2 separate regions of the Mus musculus genome follow, and region 2 is linked to region 1. The links are chromatin contacts, called in public HiChIP or PLAC-seq maps. All regions are on one chromosome and are shown on one strand. The core of a region is the stretch at or near the end of the contact, and the rest is flanking DNA. Distances in the headings are between cores, read along the strand shown.

Evidence for each region. HiChIP or PLAC-seq counts read pairs in DNA pulled down with a chosen protein or histone mark.
Region 2: an H3K4me3 HiChIP or PLAC-seq map of forebrain shows a contact between it and region 1, with 5 times the contacts expected there. The contact joins the enhancer-like site here to the promoter of Mpped1 in region 1. A contact is called at or near these places in 8 of 39 promoter capture datasets (embryonic stem cells, epiblast stem cells, hippocampal neurons and 2 more), 1 of 15 datasets of contacts at CTCF or cohesin (stem cell-derived epiblast-like cells), 4 of 484 Hi-C or Micro-C datasets (cerebellum, cortical neurons and nephron progenitors), 8 of 115 datasets of contacts at active chromatin or transcription factors (SST interneurons, embryonic basal ganglia, embryonic forebrain and 5 more) and 1 of 9 other capture datasets (adipose tissue).

Annotation. Positions count from the first base shown.
Region 1 is chr15:83,777,855-83,782,434 of GRCm38.p6, forward strand. Mpped1 (metallophosphoesterase domain containing 1) reads left to right here and starts at 2,169. Exons shown (of 7, transcript NM_172610.3): 1 at 2,169-2,253.
Region 2 is chr15:83,995,738-84,000,317 of GRCm38.p6, forward strand. The region is part of intron 6 of Efcab6 (EF-hand calcium binding domain 6); the gene reads right to left. Among named protein-coding and RNA genes, the nearest start is that of Efcab6, 67 kb to the right of the region's middle. Within about 2 kb of position 2,449, at least 33 of the 459 cell types and tissues checked have an H3K27ac peak or open chromatin away from gene starts, as enhancers often do. A contact at or near this core is called in SST interneurons, cortical neurons, embryonic basal ganglia and 1 more, where this site is marked.

The DNA of each region.
Region 1 (4,580 bases), core at 919-3,418:
AGTGGGGTGGAGTCTACCTTCGTTTTCTTTCCTCTCCTTGGGTCTCCAGCACACAGTAGGCACCTAGAAAATGATTCCCTTCAGAAGGAACCTCCCTGGCTGGTTCAGCAGTGGGGATCCGGTGCTGTTTCTTATCACTCTCCATGAACAAGACTAACAAGTGTTAGTTTTCTATTACGCAGAATGTCTGCTGCTGTCTGCCCAGATGGGCTGCTCACTTAGGAGCGAGTCTGTCCTGCCCACTCCATGATCCTCATCCCTGCATCATTTAGAGCCATTCACTAATAATTAGTAGACCCTGTTGATACAGCATCCGATCCTAGGGCCTGACCAGGACTCCTCTCCTGGTTCAGCCTGGACCAGGAGAGGAGTGGAGGTTACCTAAGGCAGGGTGTGTTCAAGCTGAGTGCCTGGGTCTGAGGTGATGCAGGTGATGACGGGTTCTTGGTGGCAAGCTCACACTTGGTTCCAAACAGGCTGAGTGCCAGGCATACAGTGGGTGCTCAATAGATGCACAGTAAGAGATGGTATTCTGGGAACTGAGCTCTGGGAGAAATCCAGCCTTTGGGGGGACAACAGTCACAAGAATGTCTTCTGTCTCTGCTCTTGTCCCCTAAAGGCCATGCCCAGCTGTGCCATTGTTCTTGGCAGGCAGCAGGGAGAGCCTGCTGATGTCCTGAGCTGCAGCCTTGTCTCTCAGGTAGGCAGGGATGTTCTCTGAAGCACAAAGTGGTGTTGTAGTCTTAGGAGGGAAGGGTCTACAGGGTGAGTTATGGGGTCCCACTGGGAGAGAGCTCTGCACCATCAGTTTCTCCTCCTTAGCCTCTTCCTAACCAGACCTACTCCCTGTCTGGGATGCTGGAATGAGTTCTCTCAAAGCACAAGCTTGGTCATAGCAAGGCCTGGCCATAACCTTCAACGGCTCCCTAACACCCTAGCAAACTCCATGGGCTTAGCCAAGCGCCCAAGAACCTTACCTCCATTTCTTTTTCTTCTAGCTCCACAGAGCCTCAGCATCCCACCCTGCCCAGGACCCTGGCCTGTACCAGCCTCTATCTAGAAGGGTTTTTTTCCCCAGCCTGGGCATGATCTTACCCCATGTAGCATCTCCACTTTCAGGAAGCCACCCCAGGTGGCTGTCCCCTCTTCCCACACGTGCCATATCTCCCTCTGCCTCTCTCACAAGACTGGGTTCTCCTTCAGAGCAACCCAAGCCCCAAGTGCCAACTGAGGTGCCCTTGCGGGTCTGACCCTAATCATCTGAGAGAGATGGTAGGCTCTGTGATAAGCAAGTAGAACCCACAAATACTGGTTAAGGGATGTTGGGTGGACTTCCCTCCTAAGTTCCATTGTGGGGAGAGGCCCAGGACAGAGCTAGGCCCTGTGGACTCCTTTTTATCCTGGTCAGGGGTCGGGGGTCTTTGGCCTCTCAAACTTTGCACTGGAGAGACCTCTATGTCTCATTCTCTCTGCCTCCCGGGACAGGGCCTCCTGGAAACCTAGCACTAGGTCCTCTGCCTTCCAGACTGGCTTACCTGCCCGTACTGGGTTTCTAGGTGAGGCCACTGTGGGCCACCCAGGAGACCAGGCTGGGAGACCGGGAGTCAGAAGGGGCTCAACAAGAGGACCCTGGCCTGATCCAGTTGAGGGAGGGGGAGGTGTCCGCATCTCTCTATGGACAGAGACCCCGGTGGCCCCAGGTTGGGGTCCTAACCGCGGAGCGGGTGCCCGGGCACCGAGAAGGAGCCACGCATGCCCCTGCACGCGGTGCCTAGCGCGGCGCGCGGCTCCGGAGGTGAGGGCGCCCCGCCCCGCTCCCCTCTCCAGGCGCTCGGCGGCCGGGGCTAGGGGCTGCGTGGAGAGGGCGCGGGGCGGCCCCTGAGCGGCGGGATGCGGGCTCCCGGCCCGGGAGGGCGCCGAGGCCCCAGGCGCGGCCGGGGCGGCCGGGACCCGGGCGGGAGGGCGCGCGGGGCCGGGGCCCGAGGCCGCGATCGCGCTCCTGCGGGGCCCGGGCGCGCGGGCGGAGCGGCGCGGCGGCGCGCGGGGCCGGGGCGGCGCGGAGCCGGGCGGGGGAGGGGGAGGGGGCGCGGGGAGCCCCCCGCCCCGCGAAGGAGGAGTCTGGCTCCCACTCGCAGCCTCGGCCGCGCGGCGCAGAGGCCCCCGCCCCTGCGCGCCGCCCTCGCGGGAGCCGGGCCCCCGCCGCCCTCCGCGCGCGCTGCTGCTCGCGGCCGCCGAAGAGGAGCCCGGGGCCAGGTAGGACCCGGCCGGGCCGGGAGTGCGAGCGGGGCTGGGCGCGGGCGGCGGGCCGGAGGGGGCGCGGCTGGGACCCTGTCCCCGCACCCGGGGGGCCCCGCGGCGCCCGTAAAGTTACTTTGGCCGCCTCTGCCTTGCCCCGGGCGCGCGGCCCCGGGTCGGCTACCGCCGCTGCGCAGCCAGCGGGGCCGGGGCTGGCGGGAGGGGGCTCGGCCGGGGCCGCGCGGTCAGCGAAACTTTTCCCAGGCTGGTCGACTGCCGCTGACTGCTGTTGGAGTAGCCGGTGGGAGGAGAGGGCTGGTGGGGTGCAAGTGATGATGGGGGTGGTAACAATAGCCACCTCCTGTTGTGGAGAGCCTACTGTGTGCTGCCAGCCTCTGCTGACACTTGGAGGTGAGGGGTGAGAAGGGGACGGATGCTGGTCAAGTGGCTACTTTTGCTGGGTATTGCCGGGAACTTCACTAACACCCATGTGTCGTCCATTCATCCACCCATCTATCAATCCATCATCCTTCCTTCACTCATTCAACACACTTACTGCTCTCTGCTGTGCCCCCTCAGAGGCTTCAGTGACTAATCAGACAGCACCCAGTCCTTCAGGACAGTATTTCATGGAGTGCCCAAGCCGAAAGGTGCCTCTGTGTGTTTATTTTGGGACATGCTACGGGAGAGAGAATTCAAACACAGCCTTCCTGGGTTTAGGCAGGGGCAGAGGAGTGATGTTATGTGAAAGAGACTAGGAGGCCAGTCTTAGGGGTTGGAGACTCCATCCTCTCTTGACCCTCTGGGCCCAGGCTCAGTGGTTCATTGAGGTCAGGACACAGAGCACATTGGACCTGGATGTCCAGCTAGTCTGGCAGGATTGTCTCCTCCTCACTACTGGACTGTCCCCTCTCCTTCAGCATCCTTTCAGAATTGCAGCCCTCCCCCCCCCCACTTCTTCCCCTGAATGGCTGGGAGGAGAACGAACTGTTAACAATTATAAAATTAAACCCGGCGAACAAAAGTGAGGCACCATTGAATGGTTGGGCTCCTTGCCGGTTTATGAATGGTTGTGGCAGACTTGCTAGCAGGGATCAGCTACATTAGGGGGGTGTTGGGGGTGGGGATCAGTCACTAACCATATTAACACCCCAACTAGCCTTGGCCAAAGGAAAATTAAAACAACTTCAGTAGTATTTGGCACATGACTAAAAATGCCTTGGGGGGAGTCTGGACAGGCTTTGGGGTGACTGCTCCATCTCAGCTAGAAGCCAAGGCATTAGGAGACCATCTGGGTAGGGTACCCAGGCAGAGGAGAACACCAGGCTTTGGAGCTGGTGGTCACAGGGAGGCGTCTGGAATGAGTCGAGGCGCAGTCTGCAGGGGACTGCTCTGTGGGAGCATGCATACTAATCTGCGCACCACCCGTCTCCCTGCAAATTGGCTTTCCGAGTGGCAGCCCCTCAACACTTATAAAATCCCCTTTTGCTCAAGATGGATTTCAGTGAAATGGTTGTGTCTCTTCCAATTTCTCTGAGAGTTGGAACAGTGTTAATTGGCTCACGGCCGCTCAAAAGACGACGTTTTAGTCTTGAACATCTATGATCGGTGTGTTTGGAAATGGTTCCGAGTAGGGATGCCTTCTGATTCTGCTCCTCAGCCCAAGGAATTTGGGAAGATCTGGAGAGTGAATTAGATTCCTTCACGTTGATGAGGGTCGGCTCCGAGTGAGGTGTGTGCGTGACGCAGCTGAGGTGTGAGCCCTGTGTGGTGTGGTGTTTACGGATGCTCACTCTCACCCAGACTGATGCCTCAAATTTAGGCACCACTGGACCAGGTCTAGGCTTATGCAGGAGACGGCAAATGAGAGCATTTCTCCAAGGGCCCAGTTTGTATCAGGGAGGAGCCCCCCCCCCCCCCCCGCTAGATCCATGGAGCCCGCACTCAAGTAGAGCAGTTTTATAAAAATATTTGGTACACCCATGGGGCTGCTAAATACTTTATCCATCCAAAGTGTGTCCATTTATTCCCTCTTGAACTTGCTACCGTCCACCCAGGCAGTAGCAGCTGGTTTGTCTGTTCATCGAATACAGGACACATCTTCCTCCACTGTCTGAACAACTAAGGATGGAAGATGGATTTCACTGAAGGAGCACATGGAGAATGGGGTATGGTGGGGGTGGGTGGGATTAGCAGGTCCTGGACCTATGGAAAAGAGGAAGCTATTGCCAAAAGGTAGTCGGCCGCGTTTAATCTCTCTGAATGCCTTCGCTCTTCCAACCTCAGGCCTGTGAGTGATCACGAATAGTGGGGTAGAGGAAATGAATGGGCCAGGCAAGACTTCC
Region 2 (4,580 bases), core at 1,199-3,698, 220 kb after region 1:
GACAGATGAATTACAGATAGATGGTGAAGTGGGTAAATAGGTGGATAGGTGGCTAATTGGCTGGCTGGATAGATGTATGGGTAATGGATAGATATGTAGATATATTAATAGAGGAATCTATTGGTGAAGGGACTGATAGGTAAATCTGACTATATGTATGTATTACATATGGATATATAGGTATATAGGTGAATAATTGGTTAGATTAATGGATTGTGGCTAAATTAATAGATAATGGCTGTTTAGTTAGCTGTTGGACAGATGATGGATAAGTGGAGGATGGATGACAGATGAGTGTATGGGTAGGCGGATGGACAGATGGACTGGTAGCTGGGACGATGGACAATGGCTGACTATATGTATGTATGTGTGCATGTATGTATGTTTGTATGTGCATGTATGTATATACGTATGTATTATGGCTTAGGTAGGTAGATAGGTGAACAGATGGATTTGTGGGTAGATTAATAGTGGCTAGCTGCCTGGCTGGCTGGCTGGCTGATGGATGGGTGTGTGGGTGGAATGACAGGTAATGGCTGGCTGACTAGATAAATGGAGGATGGATGGATGATATACAGGCAAGTGGATGTACTGGTGGATAATGGTTGGCTGGCTGGCTGACTGGCCAGATGGATGGATGAGTGAATGGGTGGGTGATGGGCAGGTGATTGAGACACACATAAGGTATAATCTGGGTGATCTAAGGGGATCTTGGAGAGGTGTGTGGCAGACAGGCGTTTTACTTCCATTACGGGGATCTGCCCAGCATCCTCTGGTAGAGGAACTGAGGGAAGGTCTGGAAGAGGGGCCCAGTAATGCAATCTGTCTCCCTGGTGTGGACGGTATGTGCACACCTGAAGTCTCTGGGTTGAGCAGACACCAGGAAAGGTGGCAATCTGTGCTGTGCTGCTCCTCTGGGACTGCAGGTCACATGAGGGTACCAAGCATCAGGGGCATATAGGGTACACCACCAGGCATGGGAGGTGAGGAGGTCAGAGAGGACAGGATTAGGCACCCACACTATTTTGAGGCTCCCCAAACAAGACCTGAGAACACGAGGAACACATGTGAGAGACAGGACAGGCAGAAGCCAGCCCAGGAGGGCATCCTGAGCTGCTATGTGACCGAGACCTCTAACTCCAGGGCCTGCACTGGCCTGGCTTTTGCCTCCATGTGATCCTGCCAAAGGCATCCCTCAGTGACAGAAAGGGGAGCTCTGTGTGGGCCTGCAGAGCAGCGTGAGGAGGAAAATCCAACTGCTTCCTATTTGTCCCCCACTGAGCTGCGACAGTTCCATAAACTGCCTGCAGTGGATGCGTTATTACTCGTTATTACTCTGCGGGGCTTTGTTCCAAATGCTTTGTACACAGTATGAGCTCTGGGAAGAAAAGCCGCAAGCCCAAATAAATACGGCCACCCAGACTTTAGTGTGTGTGAGTGTATGAGTATGAGTGTGTGTGTGTGAGAGAGAGAGAGACAGAGAGACAGAGAGAGAGAGACAGAGAGAGACACACACAGAGAGAGAGAGAGAGAGAGAGAGAGAGAGAGAGAGAGTGACAGACAGACAGACAGAGAAGAGGTATGGAGAGGCCAGAGGACACCTCAAAGTGTCACTACGCAGGAGCCATTCATTTTGGACTTTGAGAAAGGGCCTCTCACTGGCCTGGGACTAGCAGGCCCATGAGCCTGAAGGATCCACCTATCTCTGCTTGGCCAGGACTGGGTCTACACGCACATATCATCCAACCTAGCTGTAAGCACCCAGACTTTCAGGGGCAGAGAACAGAAACTTTGCTTTCTGAAGCCTCGACTCACTCTACCAGCCTGGTTATGAGGAGGCCATTCTAGAACAACACTGGAGACTACTGAATCCTTCCCAGCTCTCTGACCTCCTGGCCAACAGGTCCCTCTGCTGGAGACACCTCCTCCTGCCTAGCTCTGACAGAAGGGGGTCAAGAACTGCATACAAAGAAGCACGGAGGCACACACACACACACATACACACACACACTCATAAGCATGGGCGTGAGGGGACAGCCTGCAGTCTGAGCCCCACAGCAGGGAGCTGCTACTACCCCAATCTTGGCTCTCTGCAGAGTGCAAGAGAGTGCTCAGCAGCCACTGCTGTCTGTCTGCCACCTTTCTGTCACCGCCACCAAACTCGTTTCAAATTGAACAAGTGAACATTTTGAAATGAGACTCCACTCCACCCCACCCCCCCCCCCAACAAAAAAAAAGGATGCCTCTCACAATAAACACATCAATGCTCATTTTCCTTATTATTCTACTTTTGGCTATTTTGTATAAAATCTTTAATTAAAGTTTTTCTTTGAAATTGTCATTATCAACCCAGAAGAAAGGACGGGGGAAGAAAGAAACAACACAGCTGTGCAGCTATGAAGCGCTACTCGGGGCGAAATGAACTGGAACGGAGTAGGCGCTTGACTGTTATGTTCGGAGTTTTGGCTCCACGTTCTCAGCCACGCAGTCTGACTTGTCACTTTATATGGGTTCCATCTGTTTACACTCTGAGGAGTATTGGCTTCCCACCGTGAACATTTCCTATTTACCAGCTGGTAGAGATGAGCCAAACCAGATAGGAAAAAATTAGACCGCATTCAGAGCCTCATAAACACAGACTCTCGACTCAGGGACGTGCGCGCGGGGGAGCAGCGGCCGGCCAGGCATCGCTCACCTCTAACAAAGCCCTCCTCTCTCCCTGCCTGTCTGCCTGAGTCCCTGGGCTCTGCTCACTCTGGCGATCACTCCCTCCTCCCTCCTCCCTCCTCCCTCCTTCCTCCCCCCACCCCCTCGCCCCACCCCCCACCGTGGGCCCAACACGTTGCATACCCTGATTCTACCCAAACTGAACAAGCTTACATAAAAAGACATCTGAATGGGATCCACGGAAATGGAGAAAAGAGAGCAGACAAAAAGAGAAACGCAAATCAACGAAACCCAGAAGTTGCAGCTCCTCAGATGGAACAAAGACCTGGTTCTGGGTGTCCCCATAGAGGTATAAGGAGGGAGGCTGGAGGCCATGCACTCTGCAGCCACGCACAGAGCCTGCACTTCATCTCCATTGCTAAGGCATTCACCCAAGACGATGGCTTGGAAGACCCATGACAAGAAGCCCACGCCTGTCTACCGAGGGACTCCAGGGTGCCAGGTCCCCAGGAAACATTCCCCCTTTCTCTTCTCTTTCTCTTCCTTCTCCTTCTTTTAAAAGGTTGTTGCTGTTGTTTTTGTTGTTGTTGATGATGATGATGTTAAAACACAGTCTCATTATGTAACCCTTGGCAGGCTTGTAAGTTGTAATAGAGACCTGACCTTGAACTAACAGCAATCCCCCTGTCTCTGCCTCCTGAGCCCTGGCATTAAAAGCAAGCACCACTATGCCTGGTTTCCTTTCTCACCATGCCTACATTTAGGGTAGTATCTCTACCCAGGCAGAGAACCCCAGCTCATTCAGGACACAGCTTCACAGCATGGCAGACTGGGCTGCCACCATACTGGCATCCACTCTTGGCAGCGTGTCATTGGAGAAGGCTCTGCTCAGAAGCAAGCAAGCACACCCAAGGGGGCTCTCGGGAAAAGTTTGCTGATGGGGCCAGCACTGGGTGCTGCCAAGACTTGAGCCAGTCTAACGTCCTGAATATGAGAAGTTCTGAATCCTGTCAAGAACAGACAAGGACAAGCCCTGTCACCTCCCCCAGCATGTCCAAGCAGTTCCTCTGCCTGCCAGCTCCTGGGCAGCACACAGAAAGCAAGAGTGATGCCCAGGCAATGCCTGGGTCTCTGCAGTGATGTTTGTGTCTCTGGAGAAATGCCTGGGTCTCTACAGTGATGCCTGGGTCTCTGCAGTGATGCTTGAGTCTCTGGAGAGATGCCTGGATCTCTGCAGTGATACCTATGTCTCTGCAGAGATGCCTGGGTCTCTATGGTGATGTTGGGTATATACAGAGATGCCTGGGTCTCTGCAGTGATGTTGGGTCTCTGCAGAGATGCCTGAGTCTTTGCAGAGATGCCTGGATCTCTGCAGTGATTCCTGGGTCTCTACAGTGATGTTGAGTCTCTGCAGTGATTCCTGGGTCTCTGCAGTGATGTTGGGTCTCTGCAGAGATGCCTGAGTCTATACAGTGATGTTGGGTCTCTGCAGAGATGCCTGGGTCTCTGCAGAGATGCCTGGGTCTCTGGAATGATGTTGGGTCTCTGCAGTGATGTTGGGTCTCTGTAGCAGTTTCTTGAGCTGCACCTTGCCAATGTCACCATGAACTCATAAGACTCAGACAAACCTCCGTGAAGAAAGAAAATATGGCAGACTCAGGGGACTGAGCCATGGACCAGGTAAGAGCTAGTCATGGGGGATGAAGGGCAGGAAAGGCATGGTGGGGCCCTGTATCTAGCATAGGGAGCTGGATGGACAAGATGAAGGACATGGAGAATGGTGTAGAATAGCTGGTGCATGATCCTAGGTTCACCCAGGGCACACTGGGCTGGGAATGCCTTTGTCGTCTCCCTTTAGCCCCATGGATACTTTTTTTCTAGATAAATGTTCCAGGTAACGTCTCCAAACCACA